Linked DNA regions of Cricetulus griseus: all the other regions are linked to region 1. A link is a contact called in public Hi-C data. All regions are on one chromosome and are shown on one strand. The core of a region is the stretch at or near the end of the contact, and the rest is flanking DNA. Distances in the headings are between cores, read along the strand shown.

Region 1 (4,265 bases), core at 879-3,378:
TGATCACTCTCCACCCCCTTAGTGCCCAGCTCCCACCTGTGTGCCCTTGAAGGCTCATGCTGGGGGAGGTGACAGGAAGTGACATGAAACAGATGGTCAGATTCGGAGGAGGGATGCCAGACTAGCTCAAGGTCATCTGACTAGCTCAAGGTCACCCATCTGCCAGTAATTAATCCAGGGTTAGCATGCTGGTCTCCTGCTCTGGGCTGGTAGCCTTTGCTCTGGCAGCACACGGAGGAGCAGAGACTTGGAGGGAGCCTGAGGTGACAATGGAGGACACCGGGGGTCTTAGGCTTGTGAAGAGCTGAGCAGGTACAGAGAACTGTTTATTCAGCTTGGTTGCCATCAAGGTCCAGAGCTGTGAAAACCTGACAGCTCCAGGTCCCTGGCCTGCCCCCTCCTCACCCCGTGATACTGGGCCCTTCGCTATCACATCCAAGCCTGCAGGCCTGCAGGTGTGACAGAGGAGACGAAAAAATGAGCCGCTCCCAAGGGCCTTCCTGCCGAATCTTGCAAGAGATCACAGGCAAGGGTCAGTGCAAAACTCTCCGGACAGAGAAGAGCTGGGAGCCAGGGCAGCGCCAAGCCGGCAATCTGGCAGGCGTCGCTTGCCTTGCTGCAGCCCTTCTGTCTGTGTGGAGGACACGGCTATGAAATGTAAGTAAAACCCAAGGCTAATTTCCCCGGTCAGAGGAGGAGGCACTGCAGCGTTCTCAAACCCTAATTAAACCCGCTCGGGCGGTGGAACACCAAAATCAGTTCCAAGATCAATATTGCTATTCATTTAGAAGTGTAACAAGGTTAGAGAGGTGAGCAAAGGAAATAATTAACTCATTTGCAGCCTTTTTAAACAGAAACAGTCATTTTAATCTCCAGGGTAATTAGCTATGCTCTGTCCATCAATCATGACCACCACCATTATTTTAAGTATTTGATTAATTAAGGAGGGAGGGGACTAAGGCACCCTTCTAACCCCCAGTACTGTTTTCTGAATCTGGAAGGACCCCTGAGCAGGTATCATAGAGCACTTCACAAAGGGTCAGCAGAGATTCTGCTGAGAATGACCCGCAGAGATGGGCTACCACATGGCAAGTGTCACCAAAGTTGAGGTAGGTTGACAGGTGCAGGGACCATCCCCAGGCTTGACTCTTGCAAAAGAACAGTACCCCATCCAGAGACTGGAAGTATTGGGGCCTGGGATACCCAAGTTCTGCTCTAGTAACTGCTCCTAATTTTCTGAGTGACAGCAACATGCTCCTGCCACTCCTTATTACTTTAGATATCTGTGGATAGCCCGAAACTAAGGATTCTAAGTGCCCAGGGGCCTCCAGCCACTGGAGGGCAGCAGAGTCCCAGGGACCCCAGAGCCCAGGGCTGGCTGTCTCAGGCTGTTCCAGACCCCATAGTTTCTACTTGTCACTGTTCAAGATCCCATTGCTCAGTTCTGGGACTTGGACAGGAAGCTGAGTCAGACAGTCTTCTGACCCTGCTAACAGCCCAGAGTTGGTCACCCTTGCTATTTAATAGGAACCACAGGCCCTGGCCCAGCTCCCTCACATTCCAGATGGGAAAACAGATCCAGAGAGAGGCAGGGTGTTGTTAAGCTAGTCTTCCTGTTTAGTTTTTGTTAGCAAACACTAGACACAAAATTCCTGGCCTGAGGACCTTCCAGGTGCCCTCAGGAGAAAACTGTAAACAAGCTGTGACTCCTGAGCAGGGTGAGAAAGTTGCCAGACAGCCAGCGTGGGACAAGAAACTAGCAGAGGCACACCCCAGGCAACCTGGGCAGTCAAGGAAGGCTTCCTGGAGGAGACACCTCTCAGCTGAATCCTAGTGAGAAGCAGAGAAGAGCATTCCCCAGGGGAGGAACAGGGGGCGTAGAGGCCTAGGCAAGAGTGTGAGGAAGTTGAGGAGGGGGACACAGATACAGCTGGACACCATGGGCCATTCAGGAGACCTGAGGGTGGAGAGTGGAACAGGGCTTCAGGGTAGCTGTGTGTGTCTCAAGATAAAGTTGCTGGGCAGGAAAGCACTGGGTTGGGTGTCCACTGCCTTGCAGAGCCCTGCTATGTCTCCCTGTGCCCAGCATTGGACTTGCCCTTAGGTCAAGGTCGATGATGTCATTTTCTCCAAGAGCCTCTCCCTAATGCTATCTTCTCTGGGACTCCACTGGGATGTGTGGAGCCTCTGGGAGGGGACAGAGTGGAGAAAAAGGGAGCTATGGGGACAGAAAAGAAAATAACTATAGCTAAGAGAGACAGCCAGGCAGGTTAGGGCTGTGGGTCTTACTGCCCTGGGCCATACCACCACCATCATTGTAAAGCCTCCTCTTGCATACCTCCAGCCCTGGGAGCTCACTCTCTCAAATATCTCTCTTTACCTCTGGAATCAACTCCCTTCTCTCTGGGTGCTGATTCTGGGCCTGGGGTGTGCAGAGAGCTCCACTTGAAAGTGTAGTGCACCCCGATACCTCCAGCAGTCAGTCTCCTGCTTGCCTAGTTCCAAATCTGCTAGGCCAGTAGAGTACTGACCATGTTCATCGGTCACCTAGCAAGCCAGGGAGGTCAGAGACCTTGGCTGGATCACCCAGCTGGTACTTGATCTTTTGAGGGAGTTCTGGGTCTGGGCACTGGCTCCAAGGTTGGGGGAAGGGAGGAAGAAGAAAGCAGAAGTCCAGAGGAGAGGGGAGGAGGTTCAGTCTGGGCCTGGAACTCAGTTGCTAGGGGCAACAGCAAGCATTGCATCCTGAGGAGGAACCAGATGCTGAGGAGAGCAGCAGATCCAAGGCTTTGCAGGCTTGGGGGTGAGGAGTGAGCAAGCAGCCAAAAGCCCAGGAAGAGACTAGGACACGCATGGTGTATGTGTGTGTGGGGGGGGAGATCTTGAGTACTGTTTTGACCCAGGGCAGGTATTACCAGCAGGGAAGAGGACAGAGAGAGAGTCCCCTCCACATTTGTAAGGTCCTCACAACTGATCTTACTTTCAGGATTACAGTGTCCCTGGGTCTCTAGAATTCAAGAGGTTGTTGAGGAGCTAGGGCTGGGGAAGCTTGCTTGACCCAGCACAGGTCCACACCAGACTCCAGCCTGAGTCCCAGCATGCCAGCCCTCCTAGTTGCTCAGATCCAGGAGAGGGCAGATAGTTGAGAAAGACTTAGGGCACACACGCAGAAAGCAGTGCTCGGAAGCCTTGGCTCCTCCCAGACCTTTCTACTTCCATCTCTTGTCTACAGAATGATGCAAATAATCTTGTCCCTTATTAAAACTCATCAACACTTAAGTCATACACATGGAAGGGTCCCTCGTTAAGAGCATAAAAATTGGGGCTGCAGAGATGGCTTAGTGGTTAAGAGCACTGGCTGTTCTTCCTAGAGAACCCAGATTCAATTCCCAGCACCCACCACCAGTAGCTCACAGCTGTCTTTAACTCCAGTTCCAAGATACCTGACACCCTCATGCAGATATACAGGCAAAACACCAATGCACATAAATAAGAAAAAAATTAATTAAAAAAAAGAGAATAAAAAACAGGGAAATGATAAAAAGAAGAGATGTTATTTTGCCCTGGCGTTTGCTGCAAAGCTGGGAGAAGTAGGTACACCATTTTCCAGATCTGCAAACCAAGGCTTAGAGACAGCTGGCTAAGAGGAGGGAGCTGGAAGGCTGCACGTGCGCGCATGCATGTATACACACACACACACACACACACACACACACACACACACCACCACCACCACCACCACCACCACCACCATCATCATCATCATCATCATCACCACCACCACCAGAGCCTTTGGGTAGCTTCTCATCCCTGCCAGAGCTCCCCCAACATCCTAACATCACCCAAACCCCTACCCTCATATGCCCAGTCCCTGAGCATCAGGGCCTGCTCAGCCTGATCCACTCATCTGCCTGATCCATTGGCCAGACAAAGTCACCCCTCCCCTCTCCCAGGCTTTTGAGTCTCCACCCCACATCTGGTTAATGCTAGGACCCACCACTGCCCACAGTCTGGCCTGTTTGCTTCCTGCCTGTTTCCTAGTCACTGTACCCCAAAACATAGTGGTGTAGCCAGTGTGCCTTTCCTTGTGTTCCTGGATTCTGTAGGTCAGACATTTGAATAGGTTACAGAAGGGACAATTTGTTCTGCTGTGGGACATCTGGGGCCTCTGTGGCTGGGATCAAGATCATGCAGAAACTTGTCCATACACTCATCTGACTGGAAGCTAGGCTGGGTTTCCTCCAGAAAACCTTCCTAAGGGCTCT
Region 2 (4,265 bases), core at 502-3,001, 340 kb after region 1:
CAACCGTGCAATCACCTTCCCTTGGAACATTTGTCATCTGAATAGCCCCACAAATACGGGGTCAAAAATGAAATGCACATTCATGAAGGACCAGCTCCAGTGGAGTGAACTTAGTAAGCAGTGTCCACCTCTTCCATAACTCTGACGCTTGCCTCTCCTAACTAGCTAGCAGTGCATGTCACCAATATCAGCTGTCATCCAGTAATGCTCACACAGCAGCTTCCTCTTCCTTAGAGTATCAATAACTGCCTCTTTCCCAGGAGGACATGCCATTTTGCTTAGTTTTAGTTACTGGCAACAGACAAGCCTTTGTTCTGGTATAAGGTGAAGGGGGAGGAGAGATTCCTGTCTGTTGGATCATGGGTCGTCCATTTCCATTTTTTGTTCTCAGTAAAGGTACCCTGCACAGAGAGCAGCCTGACAGCCGTAACCCCACTGCCACTGCTTGGCTGTCCTTTACCTTTACTCTGTCCCAGCCTGCTGAAGTCTGTGGCCCATTCCAGAGCTGACCAAAGGTGGTGTCACCAGTGCCTCAGCAGGATGGAATGCAGTTCAGATTTTATGAATAGTTGGCAGGACATGAGGAAATAATGTCCTTGTGTGTGCAATCCTCCAGGGGCCCTCAGGGAACAGACTTTAAAGTACTGTTCTTGACCACTGTCAGACCGATCAGCAGGGCAGCCGGGCTGGTGGTGCCTGAGTCAGTTTCCCCCACAAGCAGTAACTGGCCACCTCCCTTCCATCAGTAGCCAGTATTAACTACCCTGCCAAATGCTGTAGACAACATCTCTGAATTGAAATGGCTGTCCACTTAGCATTAACATCGCCTCAGAAAGCACCTCAAAGCTGGCTAGTTGAATGGCCAGAAGACAAGGGAGGAGGGGAAGGCCACTAAGATGGCTGACCTGCTCCTAAGGATGCCAGTCTCTTTCAGAAAGACTGCCTCCCAGAGTGAGTGCTCCTAAGACTTTGCAGTGGCCCTGGAGCTCAGCTCACAGGAAGGCTGATGGCTGCAGTGGATGGCTGAGAGCTGTTCCCGTGGGACCTGTGCTCTCCCATAATTATGTGCAATTTTTGTATGTATTTTTAATCTGTATATTACAGTGTTTATGTTGCAACTTTACCTGAGTGAGAACTACAGAAACCTTACTTCCCGTGGCACATACTTGCGCTAAGAAGCAAGTGTTCTTTCCACCTGTGTGTGTTTGTATGCTCATGCACTTGTTTTATTCAAAACTGTGAGTATCTGTTTACTTCAACCTTGAAATCCCAAGAGTCACTTGAATGGTGAGCGTATACACATGTGTGCCTGTGTGCACGCACATGCTGGAGATAGGGGCCAGGCCTCCAGGGAAGCAACCTGTGGCAGGGTTGACAGACATGTTCTCTATACCCTGCCAGTGCAGAACCCCGGGGAGCCCCTAATCCACCAGCGCAGGGTTGTCTTAAAGCCAAGACTGATTGTGCAGTATTACTTGGGTGGCACCTTAGTGGCCTTGGAAATTTCTAGACTTAACATTTTTAACAGCCTTTCATGTGATTCACCCTTATCAAAGAGGATCGAAAAAGGTGAATGTATTTTATTATGCATTTTTAAAGAGAATAATACGTGTGAGGCTGCATATGGAGAATGGCCTTGTGTTCCTGGCTAGGACTCCGAACTCCCAGGAAAGAGGGCTAGTTGGCTCACAGAGAGTCTTGTCTCTTCTAGATAGCATGACCATGGAGTTGGGCAGCCATGAGTCATGGCTGCATCACGCCTGGCAGGCTGGGGTTTGATTCCTCTTACGTAGCCCATGTGCACATAACTCCCTGCCTAATTATGCACTGAACTGGCAGCATAAAGACCATGGACCACATCAGCTGGCACAGCCCTTCACTTCCCACAATGTTTGCAAATGGAGACATACCTTCTCAATGTCGCTCTCATGGTGCCTTCCCGTGTAAATCTGAATGTTGACTATTTGATGAGGTTACATATTTAATGCAGAGTATTCCCTAGTCCCCTCTGTTTGTTCTGTCAGTAGTGGTTTCTTTCCTTTTGTTTTTCTTTTTTTTTTTTTTTCTTTTTTTTCCGTTACCTTGGATCCAGCCTTCTTTCACGATGCGGGAGAACACACACGCACACTTCCACTACCACTGTCTGACCACACTGCTAAACTGAGCGCTCTTCCTTCCATGTGTCTCTTACTGTCCACACTAGTGAAGGGCAAAAATGAAAGCCAGCTAACAAGAGAAGAGCCTCGGGCTTCCCGGAGACGGTGGCTGTGTGACTTGTCTCTGGGGGATGGCTGCAGAATGTGAGGGGGAGGGAAGAGCGTGTCCTAGGTTTGGTCAGCACAGAGACGAGAACTGTATTTCTAGGCAGGAAGGGGGTGGTCCTCTGAGAATGTCTCAAAATAATGAAATCCAGTCAATATAACTTTACCACAGATACTTTATATTCCGATTTTAATCCATTCATTGACTAGAAGGAAACCCTACCCTCTGCAGCCACACACACACACACACACACACACACACACACACACACACACACACACCTTTTATATATACATATATTATGAATTCTGGAGTGTCACTAGCGTAGTGCTTGAAGTTTTCACAAGTAACAGCTGCATTGACCAGATTTTTTTTTTCTGTTCTATTAAAGTCTATGCCATAGATTCTTCCATTATGTTAAGAGTTTGAACAACTGAGCCCCTATTGGAGCTTTTCCTTTAGCCACATGAGCAATCTCAGCACATGTGGGTGCTAGAGAAACAGAGCTGTGGCTATAGCAGGCCAGAGTAAATGTCTCTCAGAGTGCCTTGTTAGCATAGTCATCTAGCCATGGGAAGAAGAATTATTTCCTGGAAAGGCCTAGGCTACCAGCAGCCTCCTGTGCCACAGAGGAGAGCCCTTTGGGGATGTGTACACCCACAGAGTGTGCAAAAGTTCACCATAAGAGACAGCAGTTAAATGAGCAAACGAGCAACAAAACCTGTGGGAAAACAGCATGCGATTCATGAAAACCACCAACCCCAAAGCAGAGTTAGATTGGAAGGCAAAGCGATGGCAGTGGGTTTCAGGATTTGTTCTCAAGAGATGGTCTGGATGCGTCATTGGGGAACGTGCACTCGTACTCCCAAACTGCTAGTGCTGAGGGCCGAGAAGTACACCACTCAAGAGCTAGTCAGAGCAGCCTCCCATTGTAAGAAGTGCCAGTTCTGCCTCTGAGCTCAGGGTGTATTCATGAACATGGAAATCTAAACCTCCAGGAAGATCGATCTGTCTAAGAGTAAAAACTCCTGCTATCGCAAAGTTCCATGAAAGATCTTGAAGCCCAAGTAGTAGTAGGTCATGGAAGGCTAACACTCAGCTTTCCAAGTTTAATTTATCCAGTACTGGAAAATCACCAGACATTAGCTGGTGACCTGCAGTCAGGATTTTCCCTTAGCTTTTACCCAGAGTCATCTGAAAAGATACAGGCTAGTCTCAAAAGCTGGGATGGATTTTGGAGGCTTCATTATATTTGAAGTAATCGTGAGTATATAAAGCATACACACACTTGGAAACAGAACAAGAGGAACTCAGCCCCCTGGGCCAGCTCTGGCATGCTTGTCATTCCCCTCACTAGTGGATAAGGATTGAGATTCTGATCCAGCCTAATAAGTGAACAGGATGGCTGCCCATAAAACTGGGTTATTAGATTTACCTCATTGAAGCTCATATCCTCAAAGGCCCAAAGTGTTGCGCTGAGACAAACCCAAGTACCACTCCTGCTGAAGTGTACACTGGGGTCCATCTGCCCACACTCACAGCAGTGAATAGGTGGGGACACCATGGACCAAAACCAGTGCCCCAAAGGAAGTCCGAAGAGCCATAATGCAAGGTCCTAGACAGGTTATACCAAAGAAGCCAAGCCTTTTCACCTTGCTTCTTAGATGACGGGATTGAACTGTGGCAGATGCCAGAGGAAGGGAGTTTGCACACATTTCATGACCAGGGTAATTCAACTGGTAAGTCCATCCTCAAAAAAGAAAAGGACAAAAAAAGTTCTATTATTTTCAGGCAGTCCATTGTGTACATAGGAAAAAGAAGGTGATTGTGGTGGTGGGAGTAAGGGGAGTGGCAGTAGCCGGAGCAGAGTGAAATTCTCTGGTATCTAAGAAGGAGGAACTCTTAACTAGCTTGCTCACCGTGACTGGCTATTGCCCAGACTGTCGGCATGGGGACACCATGACTGTAATATTGAAAGCTTGGGTTTGAGGTGATTTTTTTTT
Region 3 (4,265 bases), core at 1,197-3,696, 270 kb after region 1:
TGAAAAACTAGTTCTCTCCAGTCAAGTCTCACTAGGGATACAAACCATTAAGAGCAGGCCCCATGCCCAGTGAGAGGAAGCCAATACAAAACCAACTCAATGACATCTTTGGGGGTTCTTTGTCTTACCATGCTTTCTAGGGGCTTTTTTTTCTGTTTTCTTTCTTTCTTTCTTTCTTTCTTTCTTTCTTTCTTTCTTTCTTTCTTTCTTTCTTTCTTTCTTGAAACTTCCAGTTCCTTTGTGTGTGCGTGCGTGCGTGCGTGCGTGCGTGCGTGCGTGTGTGCTTCTGGTTCCTTGTTTTTATGAGACTCTTATGTGTATGAACATCTCTGTGTCTATATGTGTTTCTTGTGTTTGTCTTTTATTTTGTTGTTTTTATTCTTTAGATGTTTGTTTTCTGATGAGAGAATTGGTGTGGATTTGGATGGGGGAGAAGCAGAGAAGATCTCAGAGGAGTTGGGAGAGAGTTAACCATAATCAGAGTATTTTGTATGAAAAAAATCTATTTCCAATAAAAAAAATGGAGGGAGGGGTAGAAAGGAAAAAGAATCAATTTATTTGTGCTGCCTTTTGAAATCTTTTAGTATCCATGTTGCTTTAATTGTCATACCTTTCTCCCCTACTCTAGTCTCCTTCTTCTTGCCAAATAGTCCCTCTTCTCCTCTCAAGTCTTTTCATTGTTGTGGAGATCCTACCTATGAGAGATGTATTAATTACTTTTCTGTTGCTGTGATAAAACACCATGACCAAGGCAAATTAAGGAAATGAGTTTATTTGGGCTTATGGTTCCCGGGGGTTAGAGTCCATGATAGCGGGGCAGTGGGGCAGCAAGCATGAAGCAGAGAGGGGGGCAAGCTGGAAGTGGCTTGAGGATTTAAAAATCTCAAACCCCCACCCCCATCCCAGAGATATACTTCTGTCAGCAAGGCCAGACTTCCTAATCACTACCCCATAGCTCCAGCAACTAAGAACTGTGTGTTCAAACATCTAAGCCTCTTGGACACATTCTCATCCAAACCACCACAAGAGAACATGGGATAGTTGTTGCCTGTGTCTGCCCACCCCCCTGTCTTCTTAAACATCATGATCTCTGGGTCCAAGAACACATTCTTTTATGTATTTATTTATTTATTGCAGATTTTTTTTATTTGAATTAGAAACAAGATTGTTTTACATGACAATCCCAGTTCCCTCTCCCCTCCTCCCCTACCACCACCCAACTAAAACCCTACCTATCACATATCCTTTCTGCTCCCCCTGGATGGTGAGGCCTTCCATAGGGTGTTGTCAGAGTCTATTGTATCCTTTAGGGCCTAGGCCCACCCTGTGTGTCTTGGTTCAGTTAGTATTCCTCTATGTGGAATGGGCTCCCAGAGTCCACACCTATGCTACGGATAAGTACTGAACTACTACAGGAGGTCCCATAGATTTCTGAGGTTTCCTCACTGAAACCCATGTTCCTGGGGTCTGGATCAGTCCCGTGCTGGTATCCCAGCTATCAGTCTGGGGAATAAGATTTCCCCAATGTTCAGGTCAGCTGTTTCTGTGGGTTTCACCAGCCTGCTCTGGACCCCTTTTCTCTTCACTCATCCTTCTCTGCAACTGGATTCCAGTTCAGTTCAATGTTTAGCTGTGGGTGTCTGCTTCTACTTCCACCAGCTGCTGGATGAAGACTATAGGATGACATATAAGTCAGTCATCAATCTCATTATCAGGGGAGGACATTTAAGGTAGCCTCTCCTCTGTTGCTTAGATTGTTAGCTGTTGTCATTTTTGTAGATCTCCAGACATTTCCCTAGTGCCTGATTTCTCTGTAAACCTAAAATGTCTCCCTCTGTTATGGTATCTCCATTCTTGTTATCTTCTATTCTTCCCCTGACTCAACTTTCTGCTCCATCATGTCCTCCTCCACTTCTCATTCTCCTAGTTCCCTCCCACCTCTTCCCGTGCCCCCAGTTTGCTCAGGAGATCTTGTCCCTTTCCCCTTCTCCAGGGGACCATGTATGTCTCTCTTAGGGTCTCCCTTGCTTACTAGCTTCTCTGGCAGTGCCAAGAACACATTCTTCAAAGAGGTTTTATCACTGTCACACTTTAAGGTGTCTATAGTAACCCCAGGTTTTATTATATAATTTGATAAGCTTTATTTCTTAATTCTATTGCTTCTCTATTTCCAAGCATCATTATTTTTTTTCTTTCTTTTTTCCTCCCCAAGAAGAAATGATTGGTCCTATCTCTTTCTAGGTTGGAAGTACTGCAAGGAATATATCATATTCTGAATCTTGTCTTTTCACTATTTTATTTTATCATCAGAGAAAAGTTAATTCAGTGTCCATTTTTATCTTAATATATTCATGGCCTCTTTCCAAGGAATTACAGGCACCTTGGAAGTAGCCTGACATTTAGCCAAAGGCATGAATGACTAATTCAGAGTTGCAGAAACAGGCGTTGGATCTCCAACCACAACTGTGTTAAATGTCACATTTAGTCCACACTGTTCCCCATATACATCTGATTCATCTGCTTTTTGTCAGAGTTGGTATTTATTTTTGACTTTTGTGTTGTTTCAAATCAGACAAAGCTTTAATATTAATGCAGTCTTCTGGTTAGAGCTGGCTGTGCCCTCATAGTGGGTAGTGTGCTCAGCACTCTTCACATTAAATCAGTCATGCCCGCTGTGTTCACGGGGCATCATGCTTGCTCTCTCCCTCCTTCCTTCCTTCCTCCCTTCCTTCCTTTGTAGATTTATGGAGCATTAATCAATTGTACTTATCAGAGTTATGTAATAGATTGTATATCATAGTAGTTTGGAAGTTGACTGGTCCACTTGTGTTGTCATAAGTCATTGGTTTCCCTTCACTGAGTCAGGGGTCTATTTCCCAGCAAGATTCCTTTTTGTGTTTGAACTAAGATTTATGATTGGGTTTGATATCTTGTCTTACTGTGTTTTATTTCAAAATATGAGGGTTTTTTCTTAAATATGTTTTCATTTAATTTTGTGTATGTGGGGATTTTTTTTTTTAACTTGTGGGGGGTTTTTGTTTTTGCCCGGTGCCGGCAGAGGTAAGAAGGAGTCAGATCTCCTGGGGCCGGAGTTACATATGGTGTGAGCTGATGTGTGGACACTAGGAATCAAACCAGTATCATCTCGGTGAGCAACCAGTGCTCTTAACTGCTGACCTATCTCTCCAGCCCCAGAACATGAGATTCTTACAAAAACCTGCTCATATGCTGAATACTATCCCAAAATATTTTTCATTTAAATTGCCTAATATGACCAAAACTTTTAAAGCAATAGGCCTATCAGAAATTATTAAACCATAGTAATGGAATTTTTAAAGATTATTCAATCATTGCATAGAAACCTCATCATGAAAATGTTCATGTCATTTTACTTTTAATTACATTCCAACTAATTAAATTCTTCTTGAATGTTGTATAAACTCTACTTCTTGATTTTTAAGCAAGAGCCCAAGGAAAATAGTAAAATAAAAATTGCCTTTGCCACTAGAGAGGTTTTCTGCTCTGTAACTGCAAATTTTGTTGTTTCTATTATTGGCTTGCCCTCTCCTAAGGATTCTTTGGGGTAATACTTTCATTTTAAGCAAGAACCATTGTCATAAATCATAAACAAGCACCAGTATCTCAAAATTCTGTCTTCTAGGCTCATTTTAGAAGGCAGTGTATGTTGCCTTCAACTTTGAAGAGGCATTCCTAAATCATGCATTTTATCATAATCCCTAAATTCTCCAAAGGGATCATATTTAGACTTTTTCAGTTAGTTTCTTCTTTGAGTTGATTTTTCAAGGAACAAATTTTCTCTATCATTTCCTTATTTTCTGTGGGAGATGATTAAGGTTTGTCATTGATTGCTGTGTGTCAGACAATAAACTCGCCTCAAGGTACCTTCTCCATGGTTTTGTCTGTGCCTTGCTGCCTCCTTATCTAACCTGCTGCTCAGTTTTTAGTGCTTTTAGCAAATCAGAAAATATCATCTCCTGTAAATGTAGAGAGACTTGAGCCATTTCCTATTAGAATATGTTTGAAATGATAGTGACAGAAGATAATATAAAACGGAAGAGTCATGAACTCATGGAGCTAAGAAAACACATGACTGCTGGGATTTCTTACTCTTTGAAAAGGAAATCCTACAAGTATTTTAAGACTTATATAGGTTATGCATTTCTGCCCAAAGCAAACAGTATTTGAGGACAATCCAAGCATGGCAAACTATCGTTCAGGGTTCCATTGTACTTTGCTACTCCTTT

What was found. A called contact is a pair of places that touch in the nucleus more often than the background predicts.
Region 2: a contact with region 1 is called in a Hi-C map of the CHO-K1 cell line, with 4 times the contacts expected there. The contact joins two enhancer-like sites. A contact is called at or near these places in 4 of 8 Hi-C or Micro-C datasets (the CHK-Q cell line, the CHO-K1 cell line and liver).
Region 3: a contact with region 1 is called in a Hi-C map of fibroblasts, with 4 times the contacts expected there. The contact joins two enhancer-like sites. A contact is called at or near these places in 4 of 8 Hi-C or Micro-C datasets (the CHL-YN cell line, the CHO-K1 cell line and fibroblasts).

The regions. Positions count from the first base shown.
Region 1 is chr4:168,056,929-168,061,193 of CriGri-PICRH-1.0, reverse strand. No RefSeq gene overlaps it. Among named protein-coding and RNA genes, the nearest start is that of Lingo1, 72 kb to the left of the region's middle. Within about 2 kb of position 2,128, at least 6 of the 6 cell types and tissues checked have open chromatin away from gene starts, as enhancers often do. A contact at or near this core is called in the CHO-K1 cell line and fibroblasts, where this site is marked.
Region 2 is chr4:167,717,182-167,721,446 of CriGri-PICRH-1.0, reverse strand. It overlaps Peak1 (inactive tyrosine-protein kinase PEAK1), which reads left to right. Exons shown (of 7, transcript XM_027415020.2): 7 at 1-4,265. Among named protein-coding and RNA genes, the nearest start is that of Tspan3, 47 kb to the right of the region's middle. Within about 2 kb of position 1,751, at least 2 of the 6 cell types and tissues checked have open chromatin away from gene starts, as enhancers often do. A contact at or near this core is called in the CHO-K1 cell line, where this site is marked.
Region 3 is chr4:167,788,177-167,792,441 of CriGri-PICRH-1.0, reverse strand. The region is part of intron 3 of Peak1 (inactive tyrosine-protein kinase PEAK1); the gene reads left to right. Among named protein-coding and RNA genes, the nearest start is that of Tspan3, 120 kb to the right of the region's middle. Within about 2 kb of position 2,446, at least 1 of the 6 cell types and tissues checked has open chromatin away from gene starts, as enhancers often do. A contact at or near this core is called in fibroblasts, where this site is marked.